2 separate regions of the Mus musculus genome follow, and region 2 is linked to region 1. Evidence: chromatin contacts called from public HiChIP or PLAC-seq data. All regions are on one chromosome and are shown on one strand. Each heading gives the region's core, a stretch centred on a gene start, on an enhancer-like site or on the middle of the called end of the contact. The rest is flanking DNA. Distances are from core to core; before and after follow the strand shown.

Evidence for each region. HiChIP or PLAC-seq counts read pairs in DNA pulled down with a chosen protein or histone mark.
Region 2: a contact with region 1 is called in an H3K27ac HiChIP or PLAC-seq map of embryonic stem cells, with 9 read pairs. The contact joins the enhancer-like site here to the promoter of Extl3 in region 1. A contact is called at or near these places in 3 of 39 promoter capture datasets (the C10 cell line, hippocampal neurons and pre-B cells), 3 of 484 Hi-C or Micro-C datasets (CD8 T cells and embryonic stem cells), 16 of 115 datasets of contacts at active chromatin or transcription factors (the NIH/3T3 cell line, T-cell acute lymphoblastic leukemia, bone marrow-derived macrophages and 7 more) and 1 of 9 other capture datasets (embryonic stem cells).

The regions. Positions count from the first base shown.
Region 1 is chr14:65,095,724-65,102,302 of GRCm38.p6, forward strand. Extl3 (exostosin-like glycosyltransferase 3) reads right to left here and starts at 2,383. Exons shown (of 7, transcript NM_018788.3): 1 at 2,274-2,383. Gm52119 (a long non-coding RNA gene) reads left to right here and starts at 3,647. Exons shown (of 3, transcript XR_003951142.1): 1 at 3,647-4,367; 2 at 4,982-5,053; 3 at 5,205-6,579.
Region 2 is chr14:64,629,292-64,635,774 of GRCm38.p6, forward strand. Gm36924 (a long non-coding RNA gene) reads left to right here. Exons shown (of 3, transcript XR_383509.2): 2 at 1,788-1,844. Among named protein-coding and RNA genes, the nearest start is that of Gm36924, 8.0 kb to the left of the region's middle. Within about 2 kb of position 3,135, at least 60 of the 459 cell types and tissues checked have an H3K27ac peak or open chromatin away from gene starts, as enhancers often do. A contact at or near this core is called in embryonic stem cells and pancreatic cancer cells, where this site is marked.

The DNA of each region.
Region 1 (6,579 bases), core at 1,133-3,632:
AAGAAACAACTCACCAAGAACTTTCTCAACTCAACTTAGTTCTCCAGCAAATATTATTGAGTAGTTTTAGAACTTTTGATGGAAGAGCCTTGGTTTGTGTGTGTGTGTGTGTGTGTGTGTGTGTGTGTGTGTGTGTGTGTGTGTTTTCAAGACAGGGTTTCTCTGTGTAGTCCTGGCTGTCCTGGAACTCACTTTGTAGACCAGGCTGGCCTTGAACTCAGAAGTTCGCCTGCCTCTGCCTCCCAAGTGCTGGGATTAAAGGTGCCCGGCAGCCTTGGTTCTTAGTCCTTGCTTCACACTGAACTATGTACAGAGACAATTAGAGCCTCACCGGGACTCCATCTGGTGAGACACTCTTATTTCTAATACCTTATTTTACTTTAAACAATACCTTTAACCCCTCTCCAGCTACCACCAAAGCAAAGGCTGTAGCTCAATGGTAGAGGGCGTGCCGTACAGCATGTGGGAAGCCCTGGGTTCCACAGGTAAAGAAGCAAACCAACTCAGTCACTCAACTGACAGGCCCTGCTTCACTCCTTCCCCACCTCTCACTGACCTTTCCCACTAGGCTAGAGATCATGGCTTATAGCAGGCTGGCCTGGAACTCCTGGTGAGCCTCTTGCCTGCCTACACACCCCACACCCTGGTCTAGCGCCTTCACACAGCACAGCGTTTTCCAACCTGCACACTTCCTTCTGAAAGCTACTAGCCTATTTTAGACCTCCCCCTCTCTTCTAGAGTCCATTTTTCTCTCCCACCTGGTTACTGAGGTCTTTTACTCTCACAGGCAAAAAACAAAGCTCTCAGACCTAATCACTAAGAGATTCCAACAGACACCAGGTACTTAATAATGGTTTTTTCTTCTAGAAAGTGAGGATGAGAATAAACACACACACACACACACACACACACACACACACACACAAAGCTTTTTGTTAGTTCTACCTTCACCTTTGGTGTCCAAACTGGTGTCTCAAGGATTCTGAAGATGCTAGGTCTGGATTTGGTGGCTCCAGCTTTATAATCCCAACACTGCAGAGGCTGAAGCAACAGGCTCACCAAGAACTCCAGGTCAGCCTGGGCTACAGCGTGACCCTATCTCCAACAACCAAACAAAACAAAACACCCACACACAATTCTTAATAGCCACAATTCTAGGTCTCCTCCAGAAAGCATTCAGACTAACGTCAACTCTTCAGGCTCTTCAGGCTCTCCACGGGCAAAGATCTGGAAATCCTCACAGGAAATAGATATGTTTAACACACCAAGTAAGAGTTTAAGAAAGTGGTTTTTCTTTCATTACGATTTATATAAAAGTCCTCTGCTGGAATAAGCTGTTGAGAAAGTCTAGTTTCACTCAAGATTATCAATGCCCCAGGGAAGAACCACCATCCCAGACTCTACAGAGAGTTATAGTCATTGAGTCAGAGGGGAAAGCTAACTGTTGAGCAATAGACAGGAACCTCCAAGCCTGCTTGGATGGATGGATGGATGGATGGATGGGAAGGGAGGGAGGGTAGAAGAGAGAGGGTCAAGAAGTCCAGCCTTGAAATGCCAGACTCTCCAAGTGGAACAAGAACAAGACAAAAGTGAAGAACCGCTTACTGCCACCTCTTAAATCACATATTGACTTTCCTCTTCCCCAAAAGAAGAGGATCTATTAAAGGCCTTGAGAATTTAAAGAGCAGCGATCCAGGCTGGAGGCTGACACCCATCGACTTTCAGTGGGCTCAGGGCCGTGGATATCTCAACAGAGGCTAAGCAGCTGCTCACTATGGACTAGGGCAAACACTCGGTGCTGCCCAGCTTCTCGGGCTCTGACATGGGGCTGTCGCCAACAGAACAGTCACTCCATGTGGGGCGTCACGGGGACCCCCAATCCCTCAGCTGTGGCACACCCAGGCCCCGGGAGGACACAGAGCACAGCAACACCTGGACCCCTGGCAGGAAGTGGCCACCTGGAGAGAAGAGCCCGACGGGCAGCGGCGCGCAGCTGTGCCGAGGAGAAGCGGCCAGATGTGGGAGTGATCGCGGGGAGCTGAAGGCTGCGCTTCCACGGGAGATGTTCCCGTGGGCCGCTAGTGCCCGGCCCCAGCGGAGCGAGGCCCCCGCGCGGGGCAGGCCTACCCGGCTGCGCCGCCGCCGCAGCTCCCAGGCACCGCCGCTCGTGCCCCCGCCCGCCACAGCCGCAAGCTCAAGGCTGCCCGGTGCTTCCCACCAGCCTTTCCAGCCCTGCCCGGGTCCTCGGGCTTCCATGCCGCCCGGACTCCTACCGGCTTCCAGTCAGTAACGAGCCACCGCCGTTGCCTGCGTGAAAGTCCGCTTCCCACAAGCCGCTCTGGCCGCCGGCTGCGCGCCTCCCAGGCCGCGCCGGATCCTCCACTCCCCCTGCCGGCCGGATCCTCCACTCCCCCTGCCGGCCGGCGGCCATTTCCGACCCGCGCCGGCGGAACTTGCCGAAGATGGGCCGGAAACGGCCGAACCTGCGTCTGCCGAGCGAGAGGAAAGCGCAGAGACATTCGTGACTTTCCGGACGCGTCCGAAGGCACAGGCGGAGGGGGGCGGTGGGCTCTGCCCTCCTGGATCCCAGGCGCAGGCTGGGTGCCAGTGATTGTGAGAAGGGCCAGGAGCCTGGAGAAGAGGCCCCATTAATCTGGGTAACCCTCAACCTAAAAATAAGCCCATGCCCAAATGTGGTACCCCGTGCTAGCAATGACCCACAGTTCTGAAACACTTTTAAATATTTAGCTGCAAATAAAGGGCGGGGCTGAGTAGATGCTTAGGGGGAAAAAAAATCCCCGGCTTTGCAAAACAGATTAATCAACCTTGCAAGTTATGGACTAAAAGGAGTATCTTTTAAATACTTTAAAGCCAGGCTCTGTGGTTTGGGAATTGGGAAGACCCTTCTACTACAGAGAGAATATAGAGAGAAGGGGGGGCAGGGGCAGGGAGGGCTCAGAGGAGGCAGAGAGAGACCGGGGGGGGGGGGGGGGGGAGGAGGAGAAGGGAAGGAAAGAGGGAGGAGATAGGATCAATTTTAAAAGTAGCACGAGTTAATTTAGAAAACAGTTCAAACTCATCTATTAAAATTAACAATTGTAGTATAGTTTAAAGTCAGATTGCTTCTCCGTATTTATTTGAGTCCCCCAAAACAAGGCTATTGCCCCAGGGCTTCCTCCACAGAGTCCAGACACACCCAGCTAGGTTAGCTCATTTCCATCCCTGTGCTTGGGTGGTCTGTTACTTTAAGGAGAACTGCACCCCAGAGATGGTTTCACAGCTGCTGACCCTTCCACCTGCCCTTCTTGGGAGCACCCAGACCCAGTGCTCAGGACAGGGAGGCTGAGAAAACAGGATTCCACTCCCACGGCAGACTGAGTTAACCATTCCCTTTGCAAAACAAAACATTTTTAAAACCCTGACAGTTGATTTTCTGGAGCAGTCTCCTCATCTCCTGATCTCTCCACCCATCTCCAAGTCAGGCTCCGCTCTTTCCCTCATCTATCCTATTTTACTCTCTTGTAACTATGATAAAACACCACGACCAAAAGCAACTTGGGGAGGAAAGGGTTTATTAGGCGTACACATCCCAGTCACAGTTTATTATTGAAAGAAGCTGAAGCATAAACTTTAAAGCAGGGCAGGGCCCTTGGAGGCAGAAATTGAAACAGAGGCCTTGAAGTTAGGCTGTTCACTGGCTCGTTTCCCATGGCTGGCTCAGTTTTCTTTTTTTCTTTTTTTTTTTTTTTTCTTTTTTACACTAGAGACCACCTGCCCAAGGGTGGCTCTGTGCATAATAGGCTGGGTCTGCCCCAGACTTGCCCACAGGCCAATCTGATAGACGAGTTTCTCCCTTCCCCCCTTCCCTCCTCCCTCTCTCCACTTGGGGGAGAACATTTTGAGGTCTCCCTCTACATGGCTATTTTGGAACTCACTATGTAGACCCGGCTGGCCTGAAACTCACAAAGATCTGCCTGCCTCTGCTGGGATTAAAGGCACGTGCTACCCACCCATACCTGAGGTTCCCTCTTCTCAGAAGATCCTAGCTTGTGTCAAGTTGACAACAACTAACCATCGAACCATCCTTCCTCCTTCCCTTTCTGGGGACATGTAACGCTCCTCTCTCCCACTGATGAGCGCAGGAGGTAGAAATTGACTAGACAAGGCTGGGGCGCAGGGAGTGATCGGCCTTTTCTTGGCTAAAGGCTGGAAATAGGTCAAAGATGCCACAAGTGCCTAAGCCAAGTGCCACCAGGCTGGAGAGGCCAGGAAGGAGGTCGTCGTCTCCTACCCCTTTCCTGGACGCCATACTGAGGCTGTGACCCAAACTGCAAGGACCTCGACACCTGGCATGAAAGCTGAACTGGGTAACTCATCCTCTTTCCTGCCTCCATCCGCTAAAGCCCAATTAACTTGCAGGCAGTGACGCTGCTCAGTGGGGTTCCAGCCCCCGGGGGTTGGGGGGGAGAGGACCCTTCCCGCTGGACAGGAGCGTCTCTGTCTTTCTCTCCCAACAGTAGGTTTTTGGGTTTTTCCACCTAAATCTCACCCCCACTGTGGTACATGAATTTCATTCTTTGAATTTGGGAAATGAGAACCCGAAAGCATCTAGCTTGGTTTTGATGGCGGTTGAGTTTCCAGGATCCTCCCCTCTCAAGCTAAGCACGGAAGAGCCGAGAAAGGTTCTGCTGCCATCAAAGATGCCAGGATATCCCTGTATCGCTATTTTCTTTGCCATTCACGCCAGCCTCTTCCTCTCTCTCTTTAAGGAGAAACAAACACACAAACCCAAATCTCTACTTGCACCACTGACATATCAAAATATAATGACTTCCCTTTTTTTTTTTTTTTTTTTTTTTTTGAGACATGTCAGGGAAGTAGGAACAAACTTTATGAACTGGAGAACTGAAAAATGGAGAAAGCTTTGTCTGTTCGACTTGAAACTTCCCTTCAGCAGTTTGTCTACTTGGCTTTCTTCCAGAGATGTGTAGCGGCGGCAGTGGCAGCAGCAGCAGCAGGAAGAGCCCGGCAATGGGACAGGATAGGAGGCAAGGTAAGAATTTCCAGGGGTTGGTTCATCTCCATTCTGGCAAGAGCAGACTTGCAGATAACAGCTGCCTGGTGGACTTAGTCATCCGTTGGACCTCAGTAACAACACATTGCTGCTTCTACCTCTGACTGACTTGATGTCACCTGTACCTAAGCTTTAGGGAGAAAAAGGAGATCCCTGTGAAACTTACTGGACATTATATCTGGCTGCTGCTCTCTGGTTGTCACCCAGGATCTCTCAACCTCGTCAGTCTCCTGCCCCAGCTCCTTCTAAAAGGTATGCCAAACTGGCAGTGTGACTCTGGCTTTCCTTAACACCTCTTGCCACTGTAAGCGGTTGCTGATTATCATCAGTTCCATCGACAGCAGTTCCCCCGCTGCAGGACTCCACTCCTTGTTTTGCAGTGGCGCCCTAGATACCATCACAGCCACAACATCCCCCAAATTCATATTTTATGAATACTTACTTGCCAGGCAGTAGGTTACACCCTTTACATGCCTGCTGCCTCATTTTAGTCTGGCTAGGAATTACCACCCTACAGAGGGGAAAATGAAACTCCAGGAAGCAGAGGCCTGGGACCACAGAGGGCACAGCAGAGTCCACGACTCAAAACCATCCTGACCTGGAACCCCACATTCTTGACCAAAACAATCTAGGTAATCCACCAGGATGTTAAATTTACTATTTCTCACAGTGAATTCATTTCTATCCCTTCCTCCTGGCTCTCCCAGAATGTCCTGGTTTATAATGACTTTACCTTCATCTTTCCCAAGACAGGAACTCCAAACCTAGCACAACCTTCACTTCACTGTTTCTCTTTACACTTACATTCAGTCACCAAGACCTAAAGCCTTGACCTCAGGGTCTCCACCACCCATCTTTCAAAATTCTAATATCTACCCTGGATCAAGTCCTTTTTATTCTTCCTATGGACTTAGCTCTTCACCAAAATTTATGGCTCAAAAAGCTTTATCATATTCACAGTGTTTCTTTCAGAAAGGAGCTGAAGTCAGAATACAACAAAGCCAGCTCCCGCTGGCCTCACCCTAGGTGGAACTTTTACAGTGCTTATCATCTCTACCTTACATTTCAGAACTTAATCAGAAATAGGTGGTCAGCAGTGGTGACCCAGAGGCAGGGGGACCTCTGTGAGTTCAAAGACAGTCTGACTGGTATTCCAGGACCACTAAGACTGCACAGAGAAAACCTGTCTCAGAAAAAGAAAAGGAAGGAAGAAAGGAAGGAAGGGAGAAAGGAAGGAAGGAAAGAAAGAAGGGAAAAGAAATAGGCTTGCATTGTGATTTAACAACCACATAAAGAGATCCCTCTGTCCTAAGGAATTAGGATAGGAAATTAGGAAGCAGAGGCTCTGTTGTGCCACTAGCCCCTAGTGACACAGTGTCTGCCAGCGGTGCTTTGCCTCCAACAGTTCCTAATTTTAAGTTTCAGAATGACATATGTGACTGTTTTAATTTGGATCACATGTACCTCGATTAATGCAGCCTAAGCAACAAATCACCCCAAACCCA
Region 2 (6,483 bases), core at 1,885-4,384, 470 kb before region 1:
TATTTGACACTACAGACATAAACCAGGCTTCAAGCGTGTGAGGAAAGTGTTCTACCTACTAAGCTACAGCCCCAGCTCCCTACTATTGGTTTTGGTTTTGGGTGTTGTGTTGTGTCGTTTTGTTTTGTTTTGTTTTGAAACAGAATCTCACTACATAGCCCGAGCTAATTACAGGGCCCGGGTGGGGGGGAGGGGAGGGGGACAAGACCAACTGTGTTTGAATATAGTTTATCCTTCCGCAGAACCCATGTTGGAAGTCTGGCCTCCACTGTGGCTATGTGAGAATGGAACCTTTAAGAGTTTTCTTGGGCTGGAGAAAAGGCTCAGAGGTCAAGAGCACTGACTGCTCTTCTTGAGGACCTGGATTCAGTTCCCAGCACTCATACAGTGGCATACAACTGTCTGTAACTCCAGCCATAGTACCCTCTTCTGGTCCAGTACCCTCTTCTGGCCATTGCTGGTACTGCATGCAAGTGATCAGGGCAAAAAACAAAACAAAACAAAACGTAAAACTGAAATAAGTAAATCTTTAGAAAGAAACCCAAACCCAAAAATCTCTAGAAAGAAAGGGATGAAGGGGGGGATGGAGAGAGGGAGGAATGGAGGGAGAGAGAGAGGGAGGGAGGGAAAGAGAGAGGGAGGGAGGGAGGGAGGGAGGGAGGGAGGGAGGGAGGGAGGAAGAGAGCTGGGTCCTTGTGGAAGGTGAGTAGCTCACTGGGACTTCATCCTGTGACGGGATTGATTGTTGATGGAGCGAGCTGGAAAGTCTAGGTGGCATTCTGGTTCCCACTTCACCCTCTAAGTGTCCTGCTCATGCTGATACCAAACAACACAGCCAAGGAAGCTGAAATGAGGGCACCGTGCCATCTTAGTCTTTCAGCCTATAAAGCAGTAAGCTAGACAAACCTTTTTTCTTTGTAAAGGACCCAGCTTCAGGTAATTTGTTAGAATTAAGGAAAGTGAATAAACAGGAATCTACAAACACTTCCCTTGAGGCCTTCCTTGCCCTTTTAATTGGTCCTATCTGCCTGAACCCCTACTGGCCTAGCCTGCCTAGGATCAGACCTACTACCTCCTACAGCCCCCAGTCCCAAGTCCTTACTAGGGTGACCACCCCCCTCCCAGGCAACTATTATAGCTCTGATATAGCTCTTAACTAGACCAGCACTGATAAGAGACACTTTGGACCCTCCATTTAATTTGAAAGATTGCTGGAAATAGCTTGTTTCCCAAACGGAAATAGTCTTTGACTCCATAGATTTTTGTCATCTCCAGTTATAAAGATCCAGGAAAAATCAGGAAGGTAAGAGGGGCTGGAATGTGACTCAGTCGGTAGGGGGCTCACCTAGCAGAAAAGAGGCCCTGGGTCCAATCTGCAGCACTCCATAAACTGAGTTTGGTGGGTCACACCTGTATCCTAACGTAAAGCTGGAGGATCAGAAGTTCAGGGCCATCTATGGTTACATAGTGAGTTCAAGGCTAGCCTGGGCTAGCTAAAACATTATTAGAGAGAAGAGAGAGACAGAGAGAGTGAAAGAAGGAAGGAAGGACGGAGGGGAGGGTGGGGGTGGGGGAGGGGTAATAAGTGACATTGCAGAAATGCCCTGTGTCTAAAAAGAATGTGGCAGATATTATAGCATGAGTCACGGAGACTTCAGACATTCAAGATGGTGTAAAACACAGAGGGACGGAAACAAATCCCAGTTTGGGAAGGAAAATTACTTCCGAGGCCGGTGTCAGTTGAGAACCCAGCCATGTGAACATTTTCCATTCTCTTCTGCCCTCAGGTGAGGCAGGAAGGCACAAGGGCAGCATTCCAGGTGAAGAGCAGAGAGGAAGACAAGGTGTGTCCATGAGCACAGGTGAAACTTTCTCTCGGCATTCATTAACCTTAGGGTTTCTCTCTTTCTCTCTCTCTCTCTCTCTCTCTCTTTTTCTTTCATTTTCTTTTTCTTTTTTACCTTTTTGGTTTTTCTGGATAGGATTTCTCTGTGTAGCCTTGGCTGTCTTGGAACTCACTCTGGAGTCTGGCCTCAAATTTATTGAGATCCTCTGTCTCTGTCTCCTGAGTGCTGAGATTAAAGGCATGAGCCACCAGGGTTTTGGGGATTTGTTTTGGTGGTGATGTATTTTTTTAAAAGATTTATTTATTTATATGCGTACACTGTAGCTGTCTTCAGACACATCAGAAGAGTGCATCGGACCCCATTATAGAGGGTTGTGAGCCACCATGTGGTCACTGGGAATTGAACTCAGGACCTCTGGAAGAGCGGTCAGTGCTCTTAACTGCTGAGCCATCTCTCCAGCCCGGTGGTGATGTATTTAAAGCAGGGTCTCAGTAGTTCAGGCTGGCCTCAAACTAGCTGTGTGCCCAAGGATGGCCTTGAATTTCTGACCTTCTGACCTCCACCTCTCCAACAGAGAGCCTATCATCGGCTATGACTGCACACTCTGGGAACCAGATCCAGGGTTTCAGGCATGCTAGGGAAGTGTCTTACCAACTGAGCTTATCAGGTTTTCCCACCCCCACAATCCTACTCTGGGCTCTAACTTGTGACAATCCTCCTGAATGCTGTGACTCCAGGTATGAGCCTTCATACCCAACTTCATTGTGTTTGAATATGGAGACAACTGTCCATCTCTTTTTTTTTTAAAGGTATGTTTTCTAATATTTATTTATTTATTTATTTATTATATGTAAGTACACTGTAGCTGTCTTCAGACACTCCAGAAGAGGGCATCAGATCTCATTACGGATGGTTGTGAGCCACCATGTGGTTGCTGGGATTTGAACTCAGGACCTTTGGAAGAGCAGTCAGTGCTCCTAACTGCTGAGCCATCTCACCAGCCCTGTCCATCTCTCAAGGGGGAGAATGGACTAGATCTCTTTGTGTCTCTCTGCATAATCAGAGCCCAGTCGTTCAGTGGAGGGCAGTCAAGTCAGCAAAGAGCTAGAAAGGGCAGTTTGTGTCAGAAATCCTGGAGTCACACCCGACTCTGTGCTCGTCTGTAACCTTGGGAAGCCATTTCCCCTTAGACTCTGCACCTGCAAAGCTAGGCTGTCGACTGCTGGCCTCATAGTGCCTTTGGCAGCATTGACGAAGGACAGTGTTCACTGAGGTGGATCCTAACTGCAAGTGTTAGTAAATGTGTGCTGAAGGAGACTGACCTGTATGTCAGGGGCCAGTCACTTCCCACAGTATCACTATGCCTTTAGAAATCTCTGATCAAAACCATCTGGAACCAGGTCAGGCTCAATTGATAGAATGCCTGCCTGGTATGTACAAAGTCCTCTGTTCCATCCCCTGTGCCAGTAACCAAACATATTGGTGCACCCTTGTAATCAATCCCAACACTTGGGAGGCTGAGCCAGGAGGACTTCTGTGAGTTGAGGCCAGCCTGGATTAGCCTGGACGACTTCCTTCCAGACCAGCCAGAGCTACATGGTAAGACTTCTGACCCAATAAAATAAAAGAATAGAAATACTCCCATATATTTACAATGGCTTAAGTATTTCTTTAGACACTTAAAAAAAAAAAGTTTGTTTCGTAATTACTGGCTGGTCACTTGATCCCCCACCTGCACCCTCTGTAAGGAGCAGATCTGAGATCCCACCAGGTTCTCCCGCTGAACATTTAAATCACCAAGGAAACATTAACAACTGACTCTGAGCCCCACCCCCAGACATTCCAATATAATTGGCCTGGGGTGTGGCTGAACTCTGGGATTTATTTAAAAGCTCCCTGCAGTGAGTCTAGCCAAATAGTCCTCTCAGTGGCACTGCCAGGGCTTCCCGTCCCTCATACCCAGGACCCACCCACAGCCACGTAGTCCTCCACAGTTGTTCCTCCAGCTGCTCTCTGTGTGCCTGGGATAGCCCATGACCCCAGTTCCTGCCCTGAAGGATTCAGAAAGGCAAACAAGCCTGTCTTCAAATCAGGTCACAAACACACCTTGACTCACTCACCTTCCTGACTTCCTGGGTTCCTAATCTGGTTTATGGTTTACTGATAACATCCTGGAAGGAGAACCAGTTTCAGACTCGCCTTGACCTCCTGGCACCTTGACTGCTGCTTTAGTTTCTATTCTGGTCTTCGCCTCCAACCAGCCAGCCATCTTTGATCAGTCCGTCCTTGGCTGTCAGTGCTTACTATCCAGGCTGTCCCCAGGATGGCCTCCAGCCTTGGAACATAGCAGCCTGAACCATGCACCTTGCCAGCCTAAGCCCCAGTCCCACCCCAGCCTCCACCGTCCCGTCCCATCGGTGCCTATTACGGTCATCATATCCAGTTTCTGTTCTAATAAGGAAGTTGATAGCATTCACAAGAGTGAAGGGAGGGAACTGGGATAAATCCAAGAAAATGGAAGGCGGGCTTACCATAGCCCACACGTGGTCATGTGTGTGTGTGTGTGTGTGTGTGTGTGTGTGTGTAAGATGTAAGAGGGAGGATAAATTTATGCAGTTAGCTCGTCACACCTTCACATGGGTTTCTGGGATCAAACTCAGTTTGGCCAGGCCTTTGCCAGTGGAGCATCTTGCTGCCATTCTCATTGTTTCTTTAAGATAAGTCTCTGAGAAGTGGAATTACCAGATTGAAACTAATAAACAAGTGTAAGACTCCTCTGGAGAGTAAATATAGGATTCTCTCTAAAAGAGTTACACAAGCATCTACCTCTACCAGAATGAGTGAGGGTCTCCTTTTCATGGTGGTTGTGTTACAAGTTCAGTGCCAAATGTTTCACAATGTAGGAGAACCCTCCCCTCCCCCAAGATACTGGGGAGCCCTAAGTTATATTGAAGAATGTGGAAGACCATGGGACAAATACAAACCCTACATAGTGACTAAAATATAGGGCTGAAAACAAGCGTGCCTTTAGTTTCCCATGGAGAGTGCCTAGATAGTCCGTTGTCCATGTCCACAGCTGCGGATGTTGGCTCTCTGGCTCCTCCCCAGTAATAGATTGCCCACTGCTACTGCCACTGGGTAAGATATGACCCAAGGACACAGCTCCAAAGGCCTTCCAACTGCAAGTGTTAGCTGTCAGTCTTTGACTTTGCCTGTGGACTCACTAGCTACCTTTGTTTGTACTCGGATAGCATTTGTTTAATTTTTAACATTGGGAGTATTCTGACCGTGGTTTTAAGGGTTCAGATTATATACCAACAAATGCATGATTCAGTTGTTACTAAAATAGAAGGCTATGTGCCTGACCTATCTTAATGACAGTTGGAAGGACACAGGGACTCAATTAGGAAGGCCAGTAACCAAAGCAGAGCATATTACATGGACCATAATTTTGGCTTAGGCTTGGTGGAGAAGGAGGTTAAGACCACATATGGAGGATGGCTCTTACAAACCCAAGACTAGACGAGACAGCCAAGTGTTTCTCAGTCAATCAGAAGGAATGTAGTTTCTCTAAAGAAGCCTTTAATCCCATTTGGGGGGTGGGTAAGGATGGCAGGAGCAAGCCGATCAAGAGTTCAAGACCAGCCTCCTGTACAGAGCAAGTTCAAGATCAGTTGAGGTATATGAGGCCATTTTTTTTTTTTCCTGTAAAGCTGTCTTGGTGGAGCACACCTGAAATCTCAGCACTTAAGAGGCTAAGATGGGAACTGCCTGGGCTACATAGTGAGTTTATTTCTCAATTCAGAGGTTAAAACCAAAGTGTTCCATGACAAAACTACTTAAGACATTTTGGTAATAAATGTACTAGACCCTTCGCAGTGAAACTGATTTTTTTCAGAACTTACTAGTCCATCCACTGATGGGTTAAGTCAGAGCAACTACAACTAAGGATCTAGCATATGCCACCTCAAAGGATGTCATTTTTATGTATTGGTTATTTTGAGCAAAAGACAATTGAGAAATAGCGGGTTCAGAATGCGCTCTGTGTTCACCATATCGAAGAACAGGGGTTGTATTTTTCCCTGAGAAAGGCACCCCTTTCTAATGGCCAGCCAGGAGGTTTGAACATCCACACACTAAACTCTGCTGGAGCCAGAATACTTCTACTTCTATTTCTATTTATTTTTATATCTATTACACTTATACAATGAGAGTCTCTCTCACTATACAGTCTGGCTGGTCTGGAACTCACTGTACAGACCAAGCTACTTTAAACTCACAGAGATCTGCCTGGCTGCTTCCCAAGTTTGGGGATTAAAGGTGAGCTACAACACGCTGAAGACTCTGTGTCTGTGTGTGTGTGTGTGTGTGTGTGTGTGTGTGTGTGTGTGTGTGTCTGTTTATATGCATGTTTGTGTGCCTGAATGAGTTTATTTCCACCAAACACATGCAGAAGCCTGAGGGTCAGAAGGAATTGGATCCCCTGGAAATGGAGTTACAGGTAGTTGTGAACAGCCATGTAGGTGTTGGAAACTGAAACCATGTCCTCTTCAAGAACAACAGGACTTCTAATGGCTGAGCCATCTCTCCAGTGTCCCAGTAAACACTTTGCTGCTGTCACTGACTGTGGGCATCT